Regions from separate parts of the Drosophila melanogaster genome. Here region 2 is linked to region 1. A link is a contact called in public Hi-C data. All regions are on one chromosome and are shown on one strand. Each heading gives the region's core, a stretch centred on a gene start, on an enhancer-like site or on the middle of the called end of the contact. The rest is flanking DNA. Distances are from core to core; before and after follow the strand shown.

Evidence for each region. Hi-C and Micro-C count contacts between places; a contact is called where the count stands out from the background.
Region 2: a Hi-C map of the Kc167 cell line shows a contact between it and region 1, with 1.7 times the contacts expected there. The contact joins the promoter of Actbeta here to the promoter of lncRNA:CR45201 in region 1. A contact is called at or near these places in 23 of 107 Hi-C or Micro-C datasets (the Clone 8 cell line, the Kc167 cell line, the ML-DmBG3-c2 cell line and 9 more).

What each region holds. Positions count from the first base shown.
Region 1 is chr4:956,292-961,554 of dm6, forward strand. lncRNA:CR45201 (long non-coding RNA:CR45201) reads right to left here and starts at 3,143. Exons shown (of 1, transcript NR_123751.1): 1 at 2,933-3,143. 4E-T (eIF4E-Transporter) reads right to left here and starts at 2,101. Exons shown (of 8, transcript NM_166798.2): 1 at 1,715-2,101; 2 at 254-1,598. The coding sequence starts at 1,740. It also overlaps asRNA:CR44030.
Region 2 is chr4:1,083,001-1,088,480 of dm6, forward strand. It overlaps Actbeta (Activin-beta), which reads right to left and starts at 1,796. Exons shown (of 6, transcript NM_143685.3): 1 at 1,614-1,796; 2 at 1-273. The coding sequence starts at 126.

The sequences.
Region 1 (5,263 bases), core at 1,893-4,392:
GACGGACATGGCCAGTTCGACTCGGCTATTGATCCTGATCAAGAATATATAGTTTACATACTTTTCAACGAATCTAGTATACCCTTTAACTCTTTACCCTTTACTTGAGTAACGGGAGTTAATATCATTATTTACAGCTTATTTGAATACTATTATTGATCCGTCAATAAAAGGTAACCCGGAAGTTGTCCATGTAATGTCTGAATGGATTAGGTACTCATTCCTTAAAATCTAGTTTTTGCAATATATTTACCAAAACGGAATTATCCAAGGGATGCATATTAAGAAAGGCATCAAAATTAAATTCACTTTCAGGATTCTGACTGGGCTGCATCTGAATTGGTTTGTTTTTATTGGGATGGCCGAGATCTGTTGAGTTTTGAATAGAAGTCACTACATTTTCGTCAGTGTGCTTCTTTTCATCACTTGGAATGACTTCGCGGAAATTTAAACTATCATTGCTGTTTCTCATCGAAGCTTCATCTTTGCTTGCTTGCGCGTCTAAATTTTTATCAAGTTGTTGAATTTGATTATTTTTATCTTCAGTTACGGATCGCTCTTCGTTTTTTTCCAGGTCTTCAAACCCGTGTAGATCAATAGTTTCTAGCTGTGATTTAGGTCCTGCACTGAACCATTCAGGTTCTTCGTGAATGAGATAGGAATTGCCACGCTTGCTTCGGCTTTGAGTACTGAAAGGCTCCTTACCAGAAATGCGTCGATTATTAATTCCCTGACGATCAAAAGACTTTTTGGAGTCATATTGAAAACGACGATCTGTGACTTCGGGAACACGTTCAACTAACCTTCCACTGAATGTTCGAGAACGATGTTGGCTTTGATTGTGCTGATTAAGACTGCTTGTACTTCCAGATCCATTTGGAGATGTTTCCTTTTCATTCTCAATGCTGGCTTCTACGGTCTTTTCGTTTTTGTAATCCCAATTATCACTTCTTGGCAACAGCCGACCGCTACCAATCCGCCTTTCTTGGCGGGATGTTGAAAATGTAGGTGAAGATGACATGCATTGGTCGTGATCCGGCTGAACAAAATTCAAACATGTCTCAGCAGTATCCAACTCGCTACCCTTACGGCTAGGCGAACTGGCTGCCTTGCCCTTGCTTGCACAAGTGTTTATCCCCTCGTTGCTTTCCTCGCTGTTGCTGCCTTTCGATATGACAAAACGCCTCTTTGCAAATGCCGGCATTAAATGTGAAGATGATATGCTACGGTGATCGATGATATTCAACTTATAGGGCTGTCCATGAGAAAGCGCATCCTTATCTTTATCCTCCCCACTTATTAGAAGAGAATCGGTAGGTACGAAGCGCTGGTAATAGTTGTTTGCCCGTTCTCGATTTCTCATAGCGCGACGTGAACTTATTGAGCTACTATTGGAACAAATTAAGCTCGAGTTATCTGCTTCTGGAGAAAGTCGATTCTTGTTTTGATTAGAATAGGCGCTGGACACGGTTAACGCAGCTGTGTTCAGATTAATTTTCCAAAAACCTAGCGTCTGCAATTCAAGTCGTGTTGAACATTGCGGGCGCTGTCGACTTTTACCTTCATATCTTAGAGCTAACAGGTCTACTTTCGAGTACCTAATGTGAAACAGATTGTTAAAACAATGTTAGTACATATACAAGTTTAAAAAAACAGTACGCGAGAATAATATCGAAAAAGTTGACTAAAATTTACCAATATTTAATCCACATACCTGGCACTAATCTTTGATGTATCCATTGCTAAGGACTATAGTTCACTGTGTAATCTAACTTATTACAGAAAGTCGAAAAAGTTAAGATATCCAAAATTATTAAAAACAGAACACTCTCCTATATGAACGGGAGAAATTGTACAATGAATATACAAATAGTACACACCACTTATGCAAACACACACTTTGAAAAATTAATATATATATATATATATACGTATTTTAAGGCCATATATATGACTGTTGAGTTTCATGAGAATATAATCCCAAGACGCTTACATACATATATAACAATTTTTAATGCTCACAATGTTGCGATTAGCTTTGTGAATATCACGCTAAATTGGAGTGGGATATAGACATTGAAAATATTTTGTTCTTATTGAACCTTAAGGCATTATATATATTAATATTGAAACATTAAAAGAGAAACACCGTGAAACAATGGAATTTTGAAGTTGTGACATTTGTGGGAAAAGAAATTCTAGGTTTTTCCTACTGGTGCTAAAGCGATACCAGACTAAGCATATCTGTCCGTTCGTATGAGCGTCGAGTAAAGGTGCCGAATGTTTTCTAAAATGATTAATATTATTATTTACACTTGAAAAACAAAAAATAAATTTTATTTATGTAACGTCGATGTTTTATAAAATAGTTTATATGATTATTTACATTTGAAATACTCATAATATATAATATAAATAAGAATATTTTTATATTATTAAACTATTAAATTTTAAATTTAATATAAAACAAATCAAGAAATTATAATCAGGCATGCATTACCGAATAATCGTAATTTGTTTCCGAATTCGATTTGATTTCGTAAAATTTTTTGCTGTCGGAGTGTTTTCTGTACAGTAAACAGCTGTTTAAGCTGTTTTCCAGCGGACACCTTTTTCACAATTTTAATTCCGATGTTCGCATTTAATTTTTTACTGCATTTTGACCGTTTAATTAATTAAATTAAATAGCATTACTTACGAACACTATAGGCCATCTTTTAAATTAAGATAATTAATTCTTTTATATTTTATAAGTAAGTTTAGTCGACGCACGCATGACCCCATGCCAAATCGAAAATTTTTTTTGCCGACGGCAAAATTTTGTATGTCAAATTTTTAATGGGGTCAGAAATAAATTGTATATAAAATAAATAATGAATATAAATAATTAATATAAATCAATAGACCACTGAGTAAACTATTTTTTCCCTTGGTAAATAATATCTTACGTGATATAAAAATGGGCATATACTTTTCATTTCGGCCAGACAAAAGTGTCCGTTTTACAAATCGAAAAATCCTTACGAATTTGAAAACCGGAGCACCGATCTTGCGTTTTAAAATGCCAAATCGAAAATTTTTGTTGCCGACAGCAAAATTTTGTATATCAAATTTTTGATGGGGTCAGAAATAAATTGTATATAAAATAACTAATGAATATAAATCAATAGACTACTGAACTATTTTTTCCCTTGGTTAAGATCTAACGTGATATAAAAATGGGCATATACTTTTCATTTCGGCCAGACAAAAGTGCCCGTTATACACATCGAAAATCCTTACGAATTTGAAAACCGGAGCACCAATCTTTAAAATCGAAATCGTAAAGTACTTCGATTAACGGAGCGTGCCCGATAGATTGATTTTGAAATTTTTTGTAGGTGTACACAGTTATACAAGGAAGTGCACGCCTAACGCTAAAATATGCTGCCGGCGGTCTGATGAAACATGCACGGAATAAGTGTTCGGTCGACTTCGGGAATGATCTTCGTGCACAATGTCTAGAAAATGACATCATGTTCCACACAATGTCATGGTCTATCAAAATCTATAGAGGTTTAGAGTTAAATACATAGCTATTTTTATAGTCATAGTCCCCTTTTTTTGAGAATATACGATAGTTTTGGTTATGGTCTAAGAGTGCGTCACCCAATTTCTATATGCCGTCCTGCATTGACCTAACGGTCTCTACCCACCCATTAATGAAGATAATGACGGCGGTATCGTAAGGATGGCAAAATAGGGATGGTATGGCACAGTACGAAGAAATGTGGTACAAATAAAGCCATATGTCGAGTTATTAAAAATCAAAGTTTTTCATATTTTTCGTATGGTGAGAATTTGTCGTCACATACCATGTCCAAGGGAGTAATAATTTGAAATAAATTGTTAAAGATTATCATACCAAAGACATTAGAATAACAGGATGCGTAACGTCTTACGATTTTTTGGCACACGGTTTTTTCGCCGTGGCTCCAGGCCCCCTCGAATTTTTGTTCGAGAGCGAGAGAGCGGAGAGCGCTACAGCGCACAGCTCTTTTCTACGCATACAGTGATAGCAGACAACTGTGTGTGTGCACACGTATCCATGCATTGTAAATTTGACAATATATGTACATATGTATGCCCTTCACCTTAGAAGTTCATAGACATTAAATCTATATTATTTTTGATCAATTGGCACCGTGCGAAAAATTCTTGTTTTGCATTGCCTTAACGTTATTATTATTTAAATATAGCTTAGAAATAGTAAAAGCCGAATCATAATGTCACAAAATAAATTTTAAAAATGACTGAATGAAATGAAATGAATGATTCAGCTTGCGACTTGTGAAAAATTAATAAGACATTGTTGAGTGCTTTCGTCTGCACTTCGTGCCTCAAGATATACTTCCAATAAACAGTTTTCATATTTTTGTTTATGTTATAAATTTGTATTTTCTACTACGTATTATTTTTATGGAATATTTATTTCTCAATATAATGTCTTCTATTTGGGAAATTTATGTTTTAAATTACAGTAGTTATACTTCCTTGGTATTTTCCTTAATTATTTAGTATATTTATTAAGTCATTTGACTTAATATGATGTATGTAAATGATCAATTTTTATTATTTAACATGCACATTAGATTCAGTTGTTCGATTTCAGTTTTTTTTTGTTATATTCCAATTTGATATTTTTAAAAAGCGCGCAATTTTGTCATATTGCTACGAAATCGGACAAAACTCCTCAAATATGTAAATTCGTTTCTTCAATCAGAATTGATTTCGGCCCGAAAATCGTTTTCTATCACAACACGCACACATATACGCGTTCTGGTCTCTTGCTTTTACTTACACAAGCAAGCAAATTCTATTTTTAGATTTCTTACACTCTCATTGTAAGCGAGCGGACAGACAGCAATTTTGGCCGTCACCAAAAAAGTGGCTGCATAGTGCCAAACCAATGTATGGCCGTTACGCATCTTGTTATTCTAGTGTCTTTTGTCAAACCAATGTATGGCCGTTACGCATTTTGTTATTCTAGTGTCTTTGATCATACCACCTGGCCATCAGTCATGGTGTGGAGGGAGGGGGTCAGATAGTAGAATTCGTCTTCCAACACTGGAAACTCTTAGTGAAAGCACCTATTAAAGACCTTGGAAGTATGAAACAGAAAGAAAAAAGCGTTTCCTACCCTATAAAGTATATATATACATATATGATCAGGATCACTAGCCGAGTCGAACTGGCTACTGCCACTCCTACACCTTTCCTATCG
Region 2 (5,480 bases), core at 546-3,045, 130 kb after region 1:
ACAGCACTTTACAACCACAACGCAGCATCCTTGGCGACAGCAGATGCATTGACAATTAAAGAAACACCTGCTGCCTTTGAATGGCGCCCCCGATTGCGAATGATTAGAATCGAAGGCAAATCGCATCTTTGATATATGGCAAGCGTGTAGTACAGGCACTGTCCCTTAGAAACGTGGTACAAGTATTGTCAATTTTATTTTTCTGGTAAATATTTTTTTAATCATTGCAAATCTTTTTCCTTTCCTTTCCTTTCTGTCGTTCATTTCGTCTGCCTGTTCAAAATACAAATTTTCGATTAGATAAGTGGTAAGCTAACTGGAAATTAATATGGACACTAAACAAGAGAGGAGGCTACAAATTGGCAAATAAATTAAAAACACCGGAGAAAGCTATAGTCGACTTCCCCGATGCGAAGTTTCATAATTTTTCAGGGATATTTATAAATATTGTGCAAAAAGATACGAAAAAGTTTTAAATTTGTTTGAAAATGTGGGCGTGACCGTTTCGCTCGTTTTGTGGCCAAAGTGTTTTTTATATACAAAAATTGGTTCCAACAAGGCGGTGCAACAGCACATACTTCAAGAGCATCGATGGCTGTTTTGAGGGAACACTTTCCAGAGCGCCTTATCTCAATTAGAGGCGATTTGGAATGGCCGGCACGATCTGTCCCCTTGTGATTTTTTTCTATTGGGTTTTTTGAAGTCCCGTGTTTATGTGAACCGTCCAAGAGCCCTACAAGATTTGAAAACCAACATCCAAGAAGAAATTGCCATCATAACACCTGCCATGCTAACAAGACTCACGACAAACGCCAGAAATCGGTTTACGCAATGTATGGAGAATGGGGGACGTCACCTATCAGATTTCATCTTCAAAAAATATGACATGTACGTACAATATAAAAAAAAATAAATTTTTTCCGATGCCTACAATAGTTTTCATTGAGTTCTGAAAAAGGAAATTATGCTGCCGCACCCTGTATATACTTTGTATGCTCGGCAATGCTCCCTTCTACATGGTACTTACTTTTTAACGTATATAGTATACCCTTTGATTCTACGAGTAAGGGAATATATATACGGGTATACAAATCTTAAATGATATATTCTCCGAATACTTGTTTACTTGATAATTAACCAGTAATTGAACCAGTTTGCGTTGAAACGGACGGACGGTTACGGCTCTTACTGCTAGCCATACAGATGAACATATATTCTTCGTGTGGTCGTAATTGTCTCCTTTACTGCGTTGCAAGAAACTGACTTAAATCAATATACACTTTGAAAGGGTACAACACATTAAAATTAGTCTAAACCTGACGCCGAGCTTCGGATGGCACAGTTATTATTACGCCAGAAATACTTCATACCATGCACCAACAGAAGCGGACAGACAGACTCATCCGTCCCTTCTGAAGAACTCAAGGCGACACACAGACTGTGTCCAGATGAAAAGACCTACGCCTGAATGGTGGTTACTTAGAAGCCTAGCAGCGGAAAGGGATGAAGAGGAATTAAAAGCATGCGTTCAACAAAAAAATTTGTACATATGTAAGAAGGAAGGTGGTTATGTGTATAGGCTTATGATCAGTGTATGTAACAATATGTATCACCTTTTTCTTTTTAGAAACAATAAATTTTCAACTAAGTAAATATATTTCTTCACGAGAAATATTAGGGACACTATCACATTTTCACGATTTATAAATGTATTATGCTTTTCCTTTTAGCACGGAAACAATATTTTGTATCTCCGTTGGTTGCTAAATGACATTGCATACTTTGTGAAACTAAGATGACACTTTAAGCTTTTCAAAAGCTTTCTTGAAAATAACAATATTTCAGCGTTGCCATATTTGCACCAGAAATATCTGTTGCCATTCAAATTAGAAAGAATATCGATGCTATCGATATATGCTTCCTTTCACGATTAAAAAGTCGGCAGATTCAAATGGATGAATTTCAATAACCTAAATCATTTTTAAATCGTAATCGTAACTAATAAATAAAAATGTTGTTAAGCGTAGATGGAATCGTTTACCCAAAATTCCAAATTAGCAGTCGATCTTGTGTCGATCTATGTGCGCCTAAACATTAACAGATTTATCTGTAAAACTTTACGTCCAATTCAGTTAGATTCAAATCAAGATATAAATATTAATATTATATTCATTTGCTAGTACGAATGCGAACGCAAAATTTCATCATTTTTCTGGGATATCGATATTAGGGGGAAATAAAATGGGAAAAAATTGTTATACCTGTTATTCGTGGTTTGCGGGCTTTATATTGGGCGTTTTTTGGCAAATCGATAGAAATTTACAAGACTAATAAAATTATGAAAAATATCCAATACATTTTCATAAACGTGGGAGTAGCAGTTTTGGTCGATTTTAGCGCTTTGAGTGGTCGTGGCAAAAATGTTTTTTGCAGATCGATAGAAATTTACAAGATTATTAGTCTTGTATGAAAAAGTATGTATGAGAAAATATAAAAACATTTTTCAAAAGTGTGGACGTGGCAGTTTTGTGCAGTTTGTGGGCGTTAGATGAAATTATGAAAAACTATCCACAAATTGTTCAAAAATGTGGGCGTGCCAGTTTTGTGCGCTTTGTGGGCGTTAGAGTGGTCGTGTCAACATCTGTCAACAAACTTGCGCTGCGTCTATGTCGCTTGAATCTGTATGCTGATCTCAAGCTTTTACGTTTACGTACAGTACATGAGATTTCGAGTTCATTCGGAAAGACGGACGGTCGAACAGACGGTCGGACAGACGGTCGGACGGACACACGGATACACGGACATACGGACAAGGCCAGATCGATTCGGCTATTGATCCTGATCACACTTTATATGGTTGGAAACGCTTCCTTCTGGTTGTTACATACTTTCCAAATGTGAAATTCGAGTAAGTATTCTATTATTTTGCTGATTTTAGTTATGCAAATCGATATAAGGAAAAGCCCAGCAGATAATATTTCTTTATCCTTTACTTGTTAACAAAAAAAGGGTAAACCGTACTCTCTGAAGAATATTTAACAGAAAGAACAAAGAGGATGTATACGTAACTTCACCGGAATACCTACAATTATTGGCTACATTTACTTTTTACTTCCTTCGAAACGATTGCATCAAACTAGAAATAGAATACGAATATTTTGTTGTTGGTTGTTTTCATCATATACATACATGTACATAGACATAACAAATAAATAATTTACGTTTTGATACAAGCAAAAGCCTCGTAGGAGTTACTAGAATCTGGACGGATAACTTCAATTTTTTGATATCTATAGTTTTATAGGTTTTGACTTTTATAAAGATGGACCGACGGACAAGGGGACTGACTGGCATGTATCGGTCGTCTACGTTAGTGGCACGGGTTAAAAAACTTTATCCAAGACATTGTTTTAATTGGAAGAGTATATAAACCTTAGTTTGCCGATATCATGTTATTCTGGTTTTATGTGCTATCGACTTGTTAAAGCCCCTTCTGTCTGTATGTATTAACTTTCGGCTCCCGAAAATCTCCGGAAATAACTATATGTATTATTCCGGGAAAGAGTATACCAACAAAGTAAGTAGTATAAATAAATAGTACATAACATAATATATACAGCAGTAGCATTTCCAGTACCTAGCAGCCAAAAACAACCAAAAGAAACGGCGGAAAAGCTGTCTCGGTTGGCTTGCAGACCGTGAAAAGCCACGAGCCACGATTGAAATACCGAATTTCATACCAAAACATATGAATACCGATTGTTTATATCAAAAGCTACCAGGCGAATTCTACAAAAATATTTATATACTTACATATACACACATACACACATATGAACACAAATAGTTACCCACCGTTTAGCATGCGGAATAACCAAAGAAAAGCCTTCTAAATGAAAAGCTACTAAAAAAAATTTTCGAATATTTTTTTAGAGCTTATATTGGTCAGAATTCTTCATATAAATACATACATATATAATAACATAATAATAATATTTAAGATCATTGAACTTTTGCTAGTGACTTAACACCAGTTTTGGTACTAATGCACGAATTAACCACGTAAGGAGTATATATAAGCAGAAAGGAAAATTAACAGAGGCGCGATCGAAGGGTAGGTTTTTTCCGGTTCGGTCTAACAGGTGTTTCACAAATAAAGCGCGGGCAACCGTCCAAGACATTTCCTTCGATCGCAAAAGAATTCAAGGGATGACGGTAAATGAACACCTGAATATTCTGTTGTGTACACTACATAATTCTGTAACATATTATTATACCCGTTACTCGTAGAATAAAAGATAGATTCGTTGATAAGTATGTAACAGTTAGAAGAAAGCGTTTTCGACCATGTAAAGTATATATATCTTGATCAGGATCAATAGCCGAGTCGATCTGACCCTGTCCGCTTGTTGCTTCCAGAGACAAAGACGCACGGCAACGTCACTCTTTGATTTTTCAATATATTTAACAATATTTTGACATAAATGATAAAAGTTAAATCTTATTCTGATGTCTTTTCAGTCCCCTTTAAAGAGGACAAGTGGCTAGTAATATTGACTAAGTATGTTTATAAACTAATAGATTTCATAAATGAAAAAAAACTTTGTATTTGTATTTGTTTTTTTTATACGATAGTAACACCAGTCAGCTCTAAATTTTGAAACGGTTGAGTAATCTCTCTTCTCCCTTTCGTGTAGTTTGCAACGGTAGTCGAAGATTGCTTGGCACGCGCCGTCTTCTCTTTAATAGTTTGAGTACCAGCAGCCTGCTTTAGATCGTCGTTCAGGGATGCCAATTTAACTTTTTCTTGGTTTCACTACTCTGACGAAAATGTGGATTATTTTTGTATGCATGGAAGCATAGAAACAATATATGTATGTGTATATCATAAGGTAGTGCCGACTGTACTCCTAGTACACCTATGTATATTAAACGATTTATTTACAAACGTATATTACACATTTTCAAATATGTATGTATAAATATTTGTTCGCTTGTCAACCTGTAGAATGCAGGTCACTCAATGTAACAATACGCGATCCAGACGGTTAAAAGGGGGTTGATTACTTATGTATATAAACTGACTTAGCTTCCGTTCAACAAAATGTAGTTACTTCAAATTTAATACATAGTCTTGCGTTCACTTTTCGAGAGCCTGTTGTTAAATGCCAAAAGATAACACCTTTATATGTATCTAATAATAGGAATATTAAACCGGAACCAATAAATATAGGCCTTTAGTGGAAAACAATTAGACAAATATGGGTCAGCTGGACCTTAGGAAACTTTAAGCAGTCAGGACTGTAGGGTTATGAGATTGAGGTTTGACAGATATAAAAAAGAACGATCATAATCAGGGATATACCAAACGCTTCGAAGCGCTTTCTTCTTCCTTACAACGAATTTAGAATACCCATTTCCTATACGAGTAACGGGTATAAGCACTCCAACACTCTGATCATTAAGACCAAACAGGGGAA